3 separate regions of the Muntiacus reevesi genome follow, and all the other regions are linked to region 1. A link is a contact called in public Hi-C data. All regions are on one chromosome and are shown on one strand. The core of a region is the stretch at or near the end of the contact, and the rest is flanking DNA. Distances in the headings are between cores, read along the strand shown.

Region 1 (4,345 bases), core at 724-3,223:
AATCCTTTGTATTTAAACAACTAGATAGCTAGCTTAAATAGGAAGTATACTGTTTTCAATGTCAAACCCCAAATCTATTTTCGCATAACCTCTCCACCCCTTTCTTGCAATTACCAATTCTCCCCCCCTAAAAATCAAAAAAGGCTCTCCGGCTAATGCTACTTCAAAAGAAAATTATCTACAACCAGTACAAAGGTTCCTCTCCCAAACCCCTCAGTAACGAGGGGAAGTGGACAAGGTTTCTCAAAGAATAAGCAGCGCTCCCAGGACTCGCCGCACCCATTTAACCCTTCACCGCCGGAAGACTTCGAGGTGGGTGAAACGACAACGGGCCGTCTGTGACTTTAAAGGGCAAACCCTTCCGTCCGCGCCAGCCGCAACCCCCCTCCTTGGCTCCGCCCAGGCTGGTGCCTCCGCGCGAGTCCTCGCTTCTCCCTCTTTGTCATGGCGGATCTGTGTCAAGGAGCCCAACCTACTGCCTAGTGTTAATTCCCCCACCGGGGCCGGGGTGGGGGAGGCGCGGGGAAGAGGCGCGCGCCCCCGCCTGCGTTGGGAATCGGGAGCCGCCCGCTCGCCTCGAGGGCACGGACGCCGGGGCCGCCCCCCCGCAGAAGCGGAACCACGAGCGGCCGACCGCGGACACACCCCACTCTCCCGTCGGCGTCCGTCCGCCACCGGCCGCCGCGGGTGCTCCTTTAGTCTCCGGGGGCCCGACAGCTGCAACCGGTGGGGGAGGGGGCGAGCCACACCCAGGCGAGCCCGGCCGCCGCCGGCTGTTACGCGCGGGCTCACCCGCCCCGCCGAGCGGGGTCCCGGTCGATACACACCAGCGCACGGACCTTCACGTCTACCAGGCCCCCCCACCCCCGGGAGGACGAGCGAGTCCTGTGGTCCCCCGTCTTCCCACCCTCAACGCTATCCCCTACCTGGGCTCCGAACACCGCCGCCCCCCCTCCACGCGGAGACAGAAAGCCAGCCCCATCCCCCCCACCACGCCGGGAATATTCAAGTACTCCCCGCCCCCCCCCCACCACCACCCCCGCGGAACCCGGGAAATTCGGCTCGAGGTCTCGGGCGAGCCCCACCCCGGGACCGGCTCGACAGAAGCACGGCCTCGCCCCGCTCTACCTGGCGGGCGCTTCCGGGCCGCCTTGGCTCGCAGCCCCGTGACCAGGGCCGACACTCCCGCCGCCGCCGCCGCCGCCGCCCAGGTTGGGGAGGAGGGCTGGGTGCCACCGCAGCGCCGGGCGCGGAGGCTGCGCCGCCGAGAGGGCGGGAGAGGCGGGGGGAGGGGACGGGGGGCGGCGGGGAGGGGGCGGCCTCACCTGCGCCACTGCAATGCCCGCGGCCGCCGAGTCATTCTCTCTCGGGCGGAAGCGGGCAGTGGGGCGGCGCGGAGGAGGGGGCTGTCGGGGGGTGGGTGGGGGGTGCGAAAAAGGAACGGATCGCGCCCGGCGCTGCCTCGGTCACCCTCGGGAGGCCTGCAACCGGGCGGGTCCCTGGGGGAAACCTGGCGTGCGGTCGCCCTACCCACCACCCCCTATCCCCGGGGACCGGATCAGACCGGGCGCCCCTCCGGGCCGAAGCGTCGATGCGGAAGCAAGTAGCCAGAGGCTGCCGCGAGCCGCCCGCCAGAACCCAGCGGAAGAGAAGCCGCCGCCCGTCTCCGCCTGAGGAGACTCCGCCTCAGCCCAGCGCCGCTCCCCACCGCGGGCGAGCAGGGCTTGAGGGGATGCGGAGCGGGGACTGTTCCCGCGCTTTCGAATGCTTGGCCTGGGACAGGAAGGAGCGGGGCGAGGCGGCGGCGGCGGCTGAGTCCCTTACCTGTGTCCGGAGTAGGTGGCGACGGACGGACGGGGATCAGCAGTCTCTGGGCGGCAACGGCGAGGCTGAGACTCTGTCCCTGGATCTCGCAGCTCACAGGCTACAGCCGCTCCGCAGACACGGGGTTTCCTCCAATCACCAGCCCCGGCAGCAGGGGCACCACACGCACGATGACGTCAAACGCTGCTATGGCAACCGTTGATTGGTGCCCACAGCTCTGGGGGCCCAGAGCAACCGCCGCTCCCCAGCTCGCGGCCGTCCTGCCCGCCCGCGCTAGAGGGCGAGCGGAGGAGCGCGCGCGTTCCCTCGGCTCCCAACTCTCCTCCCCAGCCCTCTTGGCTTCCAACTTCTCTACTCCTGTCCTGAGGGTGCCCGAACAGAAAGCTCTTTTTTTCTTCCTCTGGTCACCAGTATCCCCACCGTTTCCCTCGCATTCCCCTCGGATCCCCCGCAACTCTTCTCCGGCTCGCTCCCCCAAAATCAGTCGGGAGGCAATTTTTCCCCACCCCCACCTTAGGGTTCGTGCGACCCTTCTGCGCCTGCGCCAGTTACTCCCTCTAGAAGGGGCGCCCGTTCGGCAACATCCGGGACCTTTCACACCCCCGCCCCCTCCCATCCGCCTGGCCCGCCCCGCCCTCCGTGTTTCGCCGCGGTAACTGCCCCCCGGGGGCATCCGAGCGGGGGCTAGATTACGAGAGCGGCTCCAAGGCACGGGCATTATGATCTGGACTTGGGGGTGCGGGGCACGGTCAAAGGGTCGGGGAGGGGCAATGTGGCGCGCTAGACCCCCAGGTTCCCCTGACACACACGCCGGGCGGGGCGATCGGGGCGCGCGGCCCCTCCCTTTCTCCTTTCCGCTGCCGCCGCTTTACCTGCTACCTCAGGGACGGCGGCCAGAGGCCTTTTAAGGCTCGGGAGAGAGGGAGGCGTCCGGTCCCAGTACGTGGACTGAGCAACCAGTTGGTTTTTCCAGTCGGGACTGGGGCATCAGTGCGCCGTGACAGCTGCGAGGAGACAATGGGTGGGCACCAAATGGGAGTGAGGTGTGGCGGGCGGAGCTGGCGGGAGGTGAGGCCTGGGAGGAGCCTCTCACAGGGCCTTCAGCCTCTGAGAGGGAAAGCCGGCGTCCTTAGGTGGAGACTTTGAGGGGGCTCGAGGCCATAACAAGACAGGAGGCATAGAGGTTTGACTGTATTCCCTCGTTTTTCGTAGGTTGAATTTTTTTCTCTCCAAAATAAGAGACCTCATGCTTCCGTGGTTTAAAACGTGATTACCTGTTTTCTCCTGAGGGAGGGACGTGCTGTTCCCAGGGCCCGGGTTGACCCAGCGGGCGGTGGGCCGCGGGCGGGGTGAGGAGCAGGGACCAGGAGCCAGGAAGAGCGGAAAGAGAAGGGCGGAAATTGCAGGTGCCGCGTTTACGTGCCAACCTAAAACGGTAGGGCCTCCACCCAGTCAACTTCAGGAAGTTCAAAGACATGCATTCACTGTGTGAAATGTCTTTGATCCGTCTTCCTTTAGGTAAGTGTTAGAACTTAGAAAACATTAGTGCCTGGATGACCTACCAAACCAATTGCAAAAGTCATTGAGAGTTTCTAGAACTCAAGAACTCTTTCTGCTACCCATGTGTGAGCTCCATCTTGGCCTCATTGACTTTTCCAACATCACTTTATTAAGCACCTACTGTGGTGGTTTGGTCGCTAAGTCGTGTCCGACTCTTTTGTGACCCATGAATTGTAGCCTGCCAGGCTCCTCTGTCCAAGGGATTCTCCAGGCAAGAATACTGGAGTGGGTTGCCATTTCCTTCTCCAGGGGATCTTCCCGACCAGCGAATCGAACTAGGTCTCCTGCATTGTAGGCAGATTCTTTACCAACTGACCTACAAACCCGAACACATACTAGGGCCCTGCTTTAGGCACAGCTGACAAAAGAGCCTTCCAGGAGTTAAGCCTCCAAGTTCCCTAGAGGATTGAATTTATCGGTAACTGTCACGTAAAATGTTTCGTCACTCTTCCAGTGCCTGGCGCTTCAGAGCACCTTGTCTGTTCTGTATGATGGATACAGTGTCTGTGCCACAAGACTGTTCTACAAACCACATTTGGCCTGAAGTTCCAACTGGCAGATAGTAAAATATAAACCAGAAAGAGGGTTTTCTACTGACCAGTTCAATTTCAGTATTTTATTTTCCCCGTCGGAACAGATTAATAGTAGACAGAATGGATGAACGAATTGATCAGAGTTTTGTTTCTGGGATATTAAAGTCACCTTTCTTTGACTCTCAAGCAAATTCTTTTAGGGAGTGACTCACTTAAAATGACTAATATTTTAAAAGCTTTCTTTAAAAGAAATTCTTGTCTCTTTAAAAGAAATTCTTGTTTTATACCAGATTTCAGCACCAGAAAGACAGAAGATACTAAGTTTAAAAAATCTTTCCTAAAAGGAAAGGGATGGGAGTTCCCTGGTGGCCTAATGGTTAGGATTCCAGGCTTTCACTGCCATGACCTGGATTCTGTCTGTGGGATGA
Region 2 (4,345 bases), core at 605-3,104, 230 kb after region 1:
TTACAAACCTATTCCCATGGAAACAGATTTGGACACTTCTGCATTATTTGAATGATAGGTATTCAATCTTTATGACATCTCAATGTTTATAACATTCTTAGTATCTCAATGCCTTAGCATCAGTACCTTAAGTCAGAATACTTCAGGCTTCACATGGATATGAAGTCTTCCACATGATGTATGCTATGTATGTTAATACACAGGTTATGTATGTAACCTCTTAACTGTTTTACACTAGGGGAAAAAAATCTTTTAAAATGGTAAGCTACTAATTCTAGAAGTTTCTTTGATATCTAAACGTTATTAAGCTATTCTGCTAAAATATTCATGCAGTGATCTGAAAAAAGCAACTTTTGCAGTTACCATTGCGGATAAAATAAAACATTAACAATACATTTTCCCATTCTCACTGTCATCTCACAAAAGTAACAAAAAAACCATAACAGCTTCAATAAAGAAAAGATTGTGGTTGCTGTTCTTATTTTTAAAACAGAAAACACGAGGTAAAGGAAATTGAAATCAGTCTAAATGCGTAAGACCGGCCCCTAAGTTCTAGCGACACGCTTGCATTGATTTCCTTTCTGAAAGCAGAAATGCAAACGAACAAACCACCTGCTTTTGGACAGCTCAACTCAGGGCTTGCTCGCAAGCCAACTGAGTTTTCTACAAAATCTTAAGCGTAACTAAGCATAACTTCTCTTTGATTAAATGCAGCGAACTGAGGGGCAAGAAGTCATTTACAAATACCTAGAAGCTGGCTTATAACTTTATTTTGTATGGTTCTCCGAGGGGGGCTGTAAAGAGGGAAGTAAGTAAAGCGAATAACGAGTTCTTCCAATATGAGGGACTCTTACAGGAGGTACCGAATATAAGCCTTGCCCCAAAGAGTCTCCTAAAACCAAAACAAACGAGTAAGAGAAAAAATTTTTGAATCCAGGAAGTAGGATCATTTTCCATTAAGTATCTGAAAACGAAGAGGCCCGGGCAGTGAACAACAACTTGACTCTGGCTTTTTTAATGAACTAAGTCCCTTTCAGAGAGGAGGGAGGATGAAAGGGCCGGCAGTTAGGTCTATCTTACCCAGCACTTCGCTGAACCCGGCTGTTAAGCTCGGCACACCTTCCTTCCCAGACCGGCCTCTCCCGCCTGGGAGAGAATTCCTCCTCTTTTTTGGCCACCGAACCCCCTACCTACCGGCCCCTCCTCACGGACCCTGGCCCGAGACGCGCCTCCCGGGGGCCTCCGCTGCCCGAAACCCGGCCCCTTCGGGCACCCGGAGTCCCAGCTGAGGGAAACCGACCAGCTGCTGCCGCCAGCGGATAAGGCTACCGCTCCGCCGCCGCCGGGGCCGGCCTGCGAGCCGGCCACCTGCAGGGCCTGGCGGGCGCCCGAGATTCCCCTCCTTCCCGGCGGCCCGCGCCGGGACAGGGCAGGCTCGGCGGCCCCTCAAGGAGGCGGGGCAGGCCGGCGGCCCCTCGCGACCCGCGCTGACCTGCCCGCCTCCTCACGCCCCCCGCCGACCCAGCCGGCAGGCCCCCCACCCCGGCTCCCGGGCGTCCTGCGGCGTCAGCGCCACCCCCACAGCCGCTCACCCGGGCCGGGACAGTCTTGCGTCGGAGAGACCGCGCAGCGCGAGAGGGCTCGCGGGGGGAGGTGGCCGGAGGGAGAGGAAGGGGAGCGCGCCCAGCACCGCTTCAGCCTCCTCCACCCGCCGAGGAGGGGAAAAGCGAGAGCCGGCAGCACAACAGCCCGCGCCTCGCACCCGCCGCCGCCGCCGCGCGCGCCCGCCGCCTCTGCCTTGAGGGAGGCCACTACGCCTCGTGCTCGCGCACGCCGCGCACTTCTCCCAGTCGCCCCAGCGCCGCCTGTTCCGCGCAGCCCCCGCCCACTCGCCTTCCTACCCCGGCCTCCAGACCGCCTCCCCACCTCCCCACCCGCACGCGCGCCTGCGCCTCTTCCGGTTTCGCGGGCCAATGGCAGCGCGCCCCTATTACATAAGCGCGAGGGGCGAGGCCTGGCCGGGAAGGCGGCCTCTCAGAGACAGGAACGGCAGGGGACGTCGCGCTCTGTCCCCGGCGCCCCTCCCCTCCGGCGTGCTCCTTTCTAGGCGGCTTCAGCCGGCCCCGGGAGCCGCGTGATCTCGGTCCTGTCGGGTAACGGCCTGCAGTGTGATTCACAGGTCGCTTGCTCACTGACTCAGGCGGCGGCCCGGCCTCAGCCCCCGCGCCCGTTCCTTCTCACGAGTCTCCAGTCTCGGCCTGGTGGAAGCGTGGTGTTGGTGGTGGTTGGGGGGGGTTCCAGAGAGGCGCGCCAGCGCCGCGGCGGCGTGGGTTACCGACCTGGGAGCCAGCCACCCGGGCGCACCGCCGCCGCCGACCCCGCCTCCAGTGAGGCCAGCGGGCCGGGAGGGCCTTGCCTGGGACGCGCAGCCTTTGTTCTCTCACAAGCTGCCTTTTACCTCGTTCCCACGGAAACCCCGGTTGTTTGACCAATCTGAGGGTTTTAGTGAGTTCACGATTCACGCCTGACTGTCTCACTGAGAACTGTCGGCTAGACCTCCCTGACTGTTTCAGGCTGACTACTTAACAATATACTGAGTTGTTAACATTTAAGGGAATGGTTGAGATGATTTGGGGCGGGGGGCGGGGAGGGGAGCCGGGAGTCTTGATTTACAAGCCACAACTGGTAATTTCTAATAGCTGAATCAAGAGAGATGGCGATTGTAACGATTATTAAAGTTTATCTGGAAAAGACTTGCTAGACATTGGCTTTTTTTCCCCCTCGCCCTCCGCACCCCCAACACACATTGGTTTTTAGTTAGAACTACAGATAAAACAACAAAGAAGGCTCTTACATTTGACGTTCCCACCTTGCCCATAGCCTCCGCTTACCCAAATTTGTCAGTGGGCAGGAAAATGTTAGTTGAACATAGTACAACGCAAGTTACCTGGATTGGGAAATGTATAGTCACACAATTGTTTAGCCAGGGAGGAGTTAACTGCTGATTGCATTTGGGTGGCATAAGACATGGATCTGGTTGTTCAGTCCTTCCTTTTCATCCTCATTTCAGTTCCTCTTGCCTTTTCATGCCCTCCCATATTGCAGTTTTAAAGTCACGTGTTCAAATCAATATTTCTCCAGTATTCAATTGTAAGCTCATTTGTGCCTCTATATACCCAATGCTTCAGTTCAGTGCAGTTCAGTTCAGTCGCTCAGTCCTGTCTTGACTCTTTGTGACCCCATGAACCGCAGCACGCCAGGCCTCCCTGTCCATCACCAACTCCTGGAGTCCACCCAAACCCATGTCCATTGAGTCGGTGATACCATCCAACCATCTCATCCTCTGTCATCCCCTTCTCCTGCCCTCAGTCTTTCCCAGCATCAGGGTCTTTTCAAATGAGTCAGCTCTTTGCATTAGGTGGCCAAAGTACCAGAGTTTCAGCTTCAACATCAGTCCTCCCAATGAACACCCAAGACTGATCTTTAGGATGGACTCGTTGGATCTCCTTGCTGTCCAAGGGACTCTCAAGAGGCTTCTCCAACGCCACAGTTCAAAAGCATCAATTCTTCGGTGCTCAGGTTTCTTTATAGTCCAACTCTCACATCCATACATGACCACTGTAAAAACCATAGCCTTGACTATAGGGACCTTTGTTGACAAAGTAATGTCTCTGCTTTTTAATATGCTGTCTAGGTTGGTCATGATTTTCCTTCCAAGGAGTAAGCATCTTTTAATTTCATGGCAGCAGTGTGGTGATTTTGGAGCCCAGAAAAATAAAGTCAGCCACTGTTTCCGCTGTTTCCCCATCTATTTGCCAAGAAGTGATGGGACCGGATGCCATTATCTTAGTTTTCTGAATGTTGAGCTTTAAGCCAACTTTTTCACTCTCCTCTTTCACGTTCATCAAGAGGCTCTTTAGCTCCTCCTCACTTTCTGCCATAAGGGTGGTGTCATCTGCAATAGCTGAGGTTATAGATATTTCTCCTGGCAATCTTGATTCCAGCTTGTGCTTCTTCCAGCCCAGCATCTCTCATGATGTACTCTGCATATAAGCTAAATAAACAGAGTGACAATGTGCAGCCTTGACCTACTCCTTTCACGATTTGGAACCAGTCTGTTGTTCCATGTCCAGTTCTAACTGTTGCTTCCTGACCTGCATATAGGTTTCTCAAGAGGTGGGTCAGGTGGTCTGGTATTCCCATCTCTTTCAGAATTTTCCACAGTTTATTGTGATTCACACAGTCGAAGGCTTTGGCATAGTCAATAAAGCATAAATAGATGTTTTTCTGGAACTCTTGCTTTTTTGATGATCCAGTGGATGTTGCCAATTTGATCTCTGGTTCC
Region 3 (4,345 bases), core at 554-3,053, 200 kb before region 1:
GAATTTTTGTGAACTGTTTAAAAATATAAGGTTAATCGCCATCTTTTTCCCCATACATTCAAACTAATTAATCCCTTCCTTTTCACTCAATCATTCCCCATAATGTATGAATATAATGGACCACTTTTATAAGGAAATCACCACTAGAATACCACATAAGTATAATGGTCTAGTACACACTACACTCACAAGCAACATTTTAGTCAAAATTGGGGACGACTTTTTAAAGTAAAATCTTTCAAAACCAGAGACGATTTCAGGAGATGGAAAAAAACAAACCCCGAATTACCAGTACCACGAAACTAACTAGATTTTAAAAATCAAAACTAACTAAATTGCCTGAGAAAACGATGGGTCATCTTCTACATCCCCTCTCTCCAAACTTGCTGCTTCAAGAACTGTCTGAACTAAGGGAAAACCCCCAAAGCAACGTCTGGTTGGTAATTTACACTTCTGGAGCCGTCAGTCACACACACGTTAGTGAGAGTGGTCGCAGAAACCTGAGGACGACCACCAGAGCACCAGATTAACTTTATTCCAAGTCCCCGCGGCTTCCCCAGGCGACTGGACCCGCGACAGGGTACAGGCCTCGGGCCTGGGAGGTTACCGGGTTCAACACGTGGTATTTTTCGAGCACTGAAATGCACTTCCTCCCTGTCCTGGGGCGCCGGCAGGAGCCTGGGGGTGGTGGGAGCGCCTCCACCGACTACCGGAGAAGGGGATCGGCGCTCGACACCCTCAAGATCTCGCCGCTACCTGGGGGAGCACCGGGTCGTGTTAGAACCCAACCTCACCCACCCTCCGGGCGCGTCATCACCCTAAAGTTTGAGCGCTGCTGAGGCCGAGAAAATGGTCGCGGAAAAGGAAGTGGCCGGGCGCGCGAGGGGCGTGCGGCTGCCGGCGGCGCGGGCCCCGGCCGGCGCGAGGAGCCGGGGTCCTGACGCCCCAGCCTCTGCCCGCTGGCCTCGGGTGGGGTGACATGCCCTCCCGCCCCCTCCCCCCCGGGCCCGCCGGCCTAGCCCGCCCGCCGCCGCCTGAGCCTCATGGCCGCTCGCCCGGCCGCCCGCCCGCCGGGCCCGGCTCTCACCGTCCGCCGGCTGCTGGAAGTTCACATACGCGTAGCCCAAGGAGCGGCGGGTGATCATGTCCCTGCAGACCCGGATGGAGAGGATGGGCCCGGCCGGGCTGAACTTCTCATAGAGCATCGCCTCGGTCACATCGGGGTGTAGGTCCCCCACATAGAGCGAGGCCATGGGGTAGCTGGGGGCGCTGGGGTTCATCTCGGCACGGCTGCAGGGCCACAGGCCGCGCGACCTTTCCCGTCAGAGGAGGGGAGAGAGTGCCGGGGCCGGGGGGCCGGAGCCGGGGGGTGGGGAGCGGGGGCAAGCGCAGAGGGACAAAAATCAAGCGGAATCGGGAACTACTCAACGGCCGCAGAATCGGGTCGATCCGCTGCCGCTGGAGGCTTGGCTGCTGGCTGCCGGCTGGGGAGCGAGGGTGGTGGTGTCGGGTCCGGGCAGCGGGAGAAGGCCTCGGTCTCTTGGTTCCTTCTTGGAGCTGCTGCGGGGCCGCGGGCGGGCGGGTCGGTCTCGGCTGCTTCACCGGGTTATTTTATAAAAGAGGAAGGAAAAAAAAAATAAAAGTCTCCGGCGGGGAGACGCGGATTTTTTTGTAAATTTTTTTTGGGGTTTTTTAAAAGATTTTTTTAGATTTTTTTTGGATTTTTTTAATAATAAATGTGTGTTCCGAGCCCGGAGCACACACTCCGCACTCTCAGCACTAACCGCCGGGGAGAAGGGGAAGCACCGCCTCCTGCACCCTCTACTTATACCCCCCGCCGCACTCGCCCCGCCCCCCGCGCGTCTGACGCCAGGGCCCTACGCGAGCGTCAGCGCCGGAGGGGGAGGAGACAAGGAGGCGGAGGGGGAGGAGGGAAGAGAAAAACAGGAGGAGGAAAAAGAGCAGAGAGGAAGGGAGAGGAAGTGGCGGCGGCGGCAGCGGCTGCGGTTGTAGTGGGTGGGGCTGGGGCGGAGGGGCGGGGCTTCTGCGCACGCGCCGGGGTCGGGGGTGGGGGTGTGGGCGGGCCCCGCGCGGCGTAGGACCCGTGGGGGAGGGGAGGGGAGGGCCGGCTCGCGGGCGTCTCTCTGAGGAGCCGGGTGGGCCGGCCCCTCCTCCCACACACCCCGCCCCACCTCCACCGGGTAGAGGCGTTGAGCCGTCACCAGGGCGGTGGGCGGTGCGCGGGGCTTCCGGGTTTCTCGGCGCTTAACTACCCCCCACGTGCGCGACCCCCAAAGGCCCTCTTCCCGCCGCAGCCAGTCGTTCCACTCGCCCCCACCCCGCCCCCTAGGGTCGCCAGGCGGGAGTGGGCCGGCGTGATTCCCCCAGGCCTAGTTTCCGCAACGTGGGCGAAAAGGAGCCCAAGCTGGCTCCCCGGTTCTCCTACCAGACCGCACTACGAGTCCCAGCGGGCAGCGCCGCCACGCGCCTCGGCCGCGGAAGCGGTGCCTGCTGGGAGCTGGAGTCTTCAACGGCCGCGGCGCTCGCTGACCCCCAACCGGCGGCGGGTCCTGGCCGCCCGCTCGGGGGCTCACCCATCCCCAACCCCCGCAACCGTTCCAGCTCCGGACCTGGGTCGTGCTTCCAATAGAGGACCGGGGTGCGGAGGGGCTCTCGGACTCCGGGGCCTCTCCATTCCGAGCCCTTAAGACTCTTACCGGGTCTCCCATCTGGGCGCTGTCGTTGGTCAGCGTGATTTTAATTTGGGCAAACTATTTTGAGGTCTTTGTCCGCTTCCCTTTTTAAAGTACCGTGATCACAGTTCACTTAAGAGGTCAGGGTGGAGTCACTGATTTCGTGCTACTTCTGCCAGCAATTTGAAACAGAGAACAGGACTCCAGAAAAATGTTTTCCTGCAAAGTGCGAGTCTGTCACAGTCGTACATGGCTTCACAGACTTGCAACCAGGCATAATTAGAAATCGCCTAAACGCAGTATTAAAAATCTGTACAACAGTTGTGGAGTTAGTTGGGAGCTTTAATAGGAAGGCTATTGCAAAAATACCAGTTGATAGGAAAGACATTAAGTCAACATGCAAATCCGACTTCAAAGTAGTAGTGAACTTTACAATTTTTACACTTGATCTTAGCCAAAAGGCCGAGAAGAGATGTACTTTACAATTTTTAAAGCTTTAGCATCTTTTGTTCCCTACAGCAATCTTGTGTGGAAAGTGGAGCGAGAAGTAATAATTTTATTTTACTGTTAAGAGAACGGTCTCAAATGACTGTCCAATTCATTCTTTAATTCAGTAAACTTTCAGGCACGTTAAATATATCTTTGGTTGTGGACTGGGTACTTGATTCTCAATTCAAATTTAAACCTGAAGAATCCCACATAAGTGCTATTTTGCCCCTATCTTGGTAGGAAGAAGATAATACTGATATTTTGGAAAACAAGTTACCTTATGTATTTTATTAGGTAAAAGAGCAAGACTGGAGACTGAGAACTGTGTATTAGGAAGACAGATCTTATCCTAGATGACAAATCACCATTCACTCTATTAGAACTCTGTAGTTAAAGTCAGTCCATACATACGTTTATTGAATACCTACCAAGTGCATCTGGATGTGAGGAAGATACTTGACAGACACAAATTTCTTTCCTCAGGAGTCTTCTAATGAGTTCTCTGGTAATCATATAAGCATTACAGTGAGTACAGTAAACATCCAATCCCAGTGTTTTATCTGGCTGTGATGATTTTCTATTAGATTCTAAATTTATTTTCTTAAAAAAATGAGGATGGAAATTCCATTGTTTACTTTAAAAGAAAATATGATTTCATTTTAGTATTTTCATTAAATTGCTGAACAGAGTATTAAAAAAATCAGACGAATGAAAGAAGAGGTACACTAATTAAAAGAAATGTGAAATAAAATCACCACCTATAACTTGGAAATTCGATCACACCAAGAGCTGAAACCACCAAAAAACATATATAATTGCTAAGAGTATCCACACCGCTGGTAGAGAAAGATGAGGGTGCAATTTCTGATGGAGCTCACTGAAACATCATTGTAAGTAATAAAAGGTGGGGGGGGGGGGGGCGGCGGGAATGGTCTGCTTTGAATCTAGAAAATTTTGTAAGAGAGCGGAAACTTTGGCAAGCATTCTAAAGTGGATGTGGGTTCTCCAGTCACTAGAAAGGGCTTACTCTCAGGTTTCACTAGCTTCTGGATTAATAACTCACAGAAGACTTCTCTTTGTTATAATCCATTTTGAACAAACAACCTCCCAATTACTAGTTGAACCCCCAGGGCACCTTGACCCAGGAAAAGATGCTCTAGGTG

The links. Hi-C and Micro-C count contacts between places; a contact is called where the count stands out from the background.
Region 2: a contact with region 1 is called in a Hi-C map of muscle, with 4 times the contacts expected there. The contact joins the promoter of ZNF706 here to the promoter of YWHAZ in region 1. A contact is called at or near these places in 2 of 3 Hi-C or Micro-C datasets (blood and muscle).
Region 3: a contact with region 1 is called in a Hi-C map of blood, with 3 times the contacts expected there. The contact joins the promoter of PABPC1 here to the promoter of YWHAZ in region 1. A contact is called at or near these places in 2 of 3 Hi-C or Micro-C datasets (blood and muscle).

Annotation. Positions count from the first base shown.
Region 1 is chr12:17,517,108-17,521,452 of mMunRee1.1, forward strand. YWHAZ (tyrosine 3-monooxygenase/tryptophan 5-monooxygenase activation protein zeta) reads right to left here and starts at 1,974. Exons shown (of 6, transcript XM_065903424.1): 1 at 1,825-1,974. LOC136145167 (a long non-coding RNA gene) reads left to right here and starts at 2,952. Exons shown (of 4, transcript XR_010658709.1): 1 at 2,952-3,342.
Region 2 is chr12:17,743,692-17,748,036 of mMunRee1.1, forward strand. ZNF706 (zinc finger protein 706) reads right to left here and starts at 1,855. Exons shown (of 4, transcript XM_065902831.1): 1 at 1,593-1,855.
Region 3 is chr12:17,312,756-17,317,100 of mMunRee1.1, forward strand. PABPC1 (poly(A) binding protein cytoplasmic 1) reads right to left here and starts at 1,804. Exons shown (of 15, transcript XM_065902495.1): 1 at 1,088-1,804. The coding sequence starts at 1,280.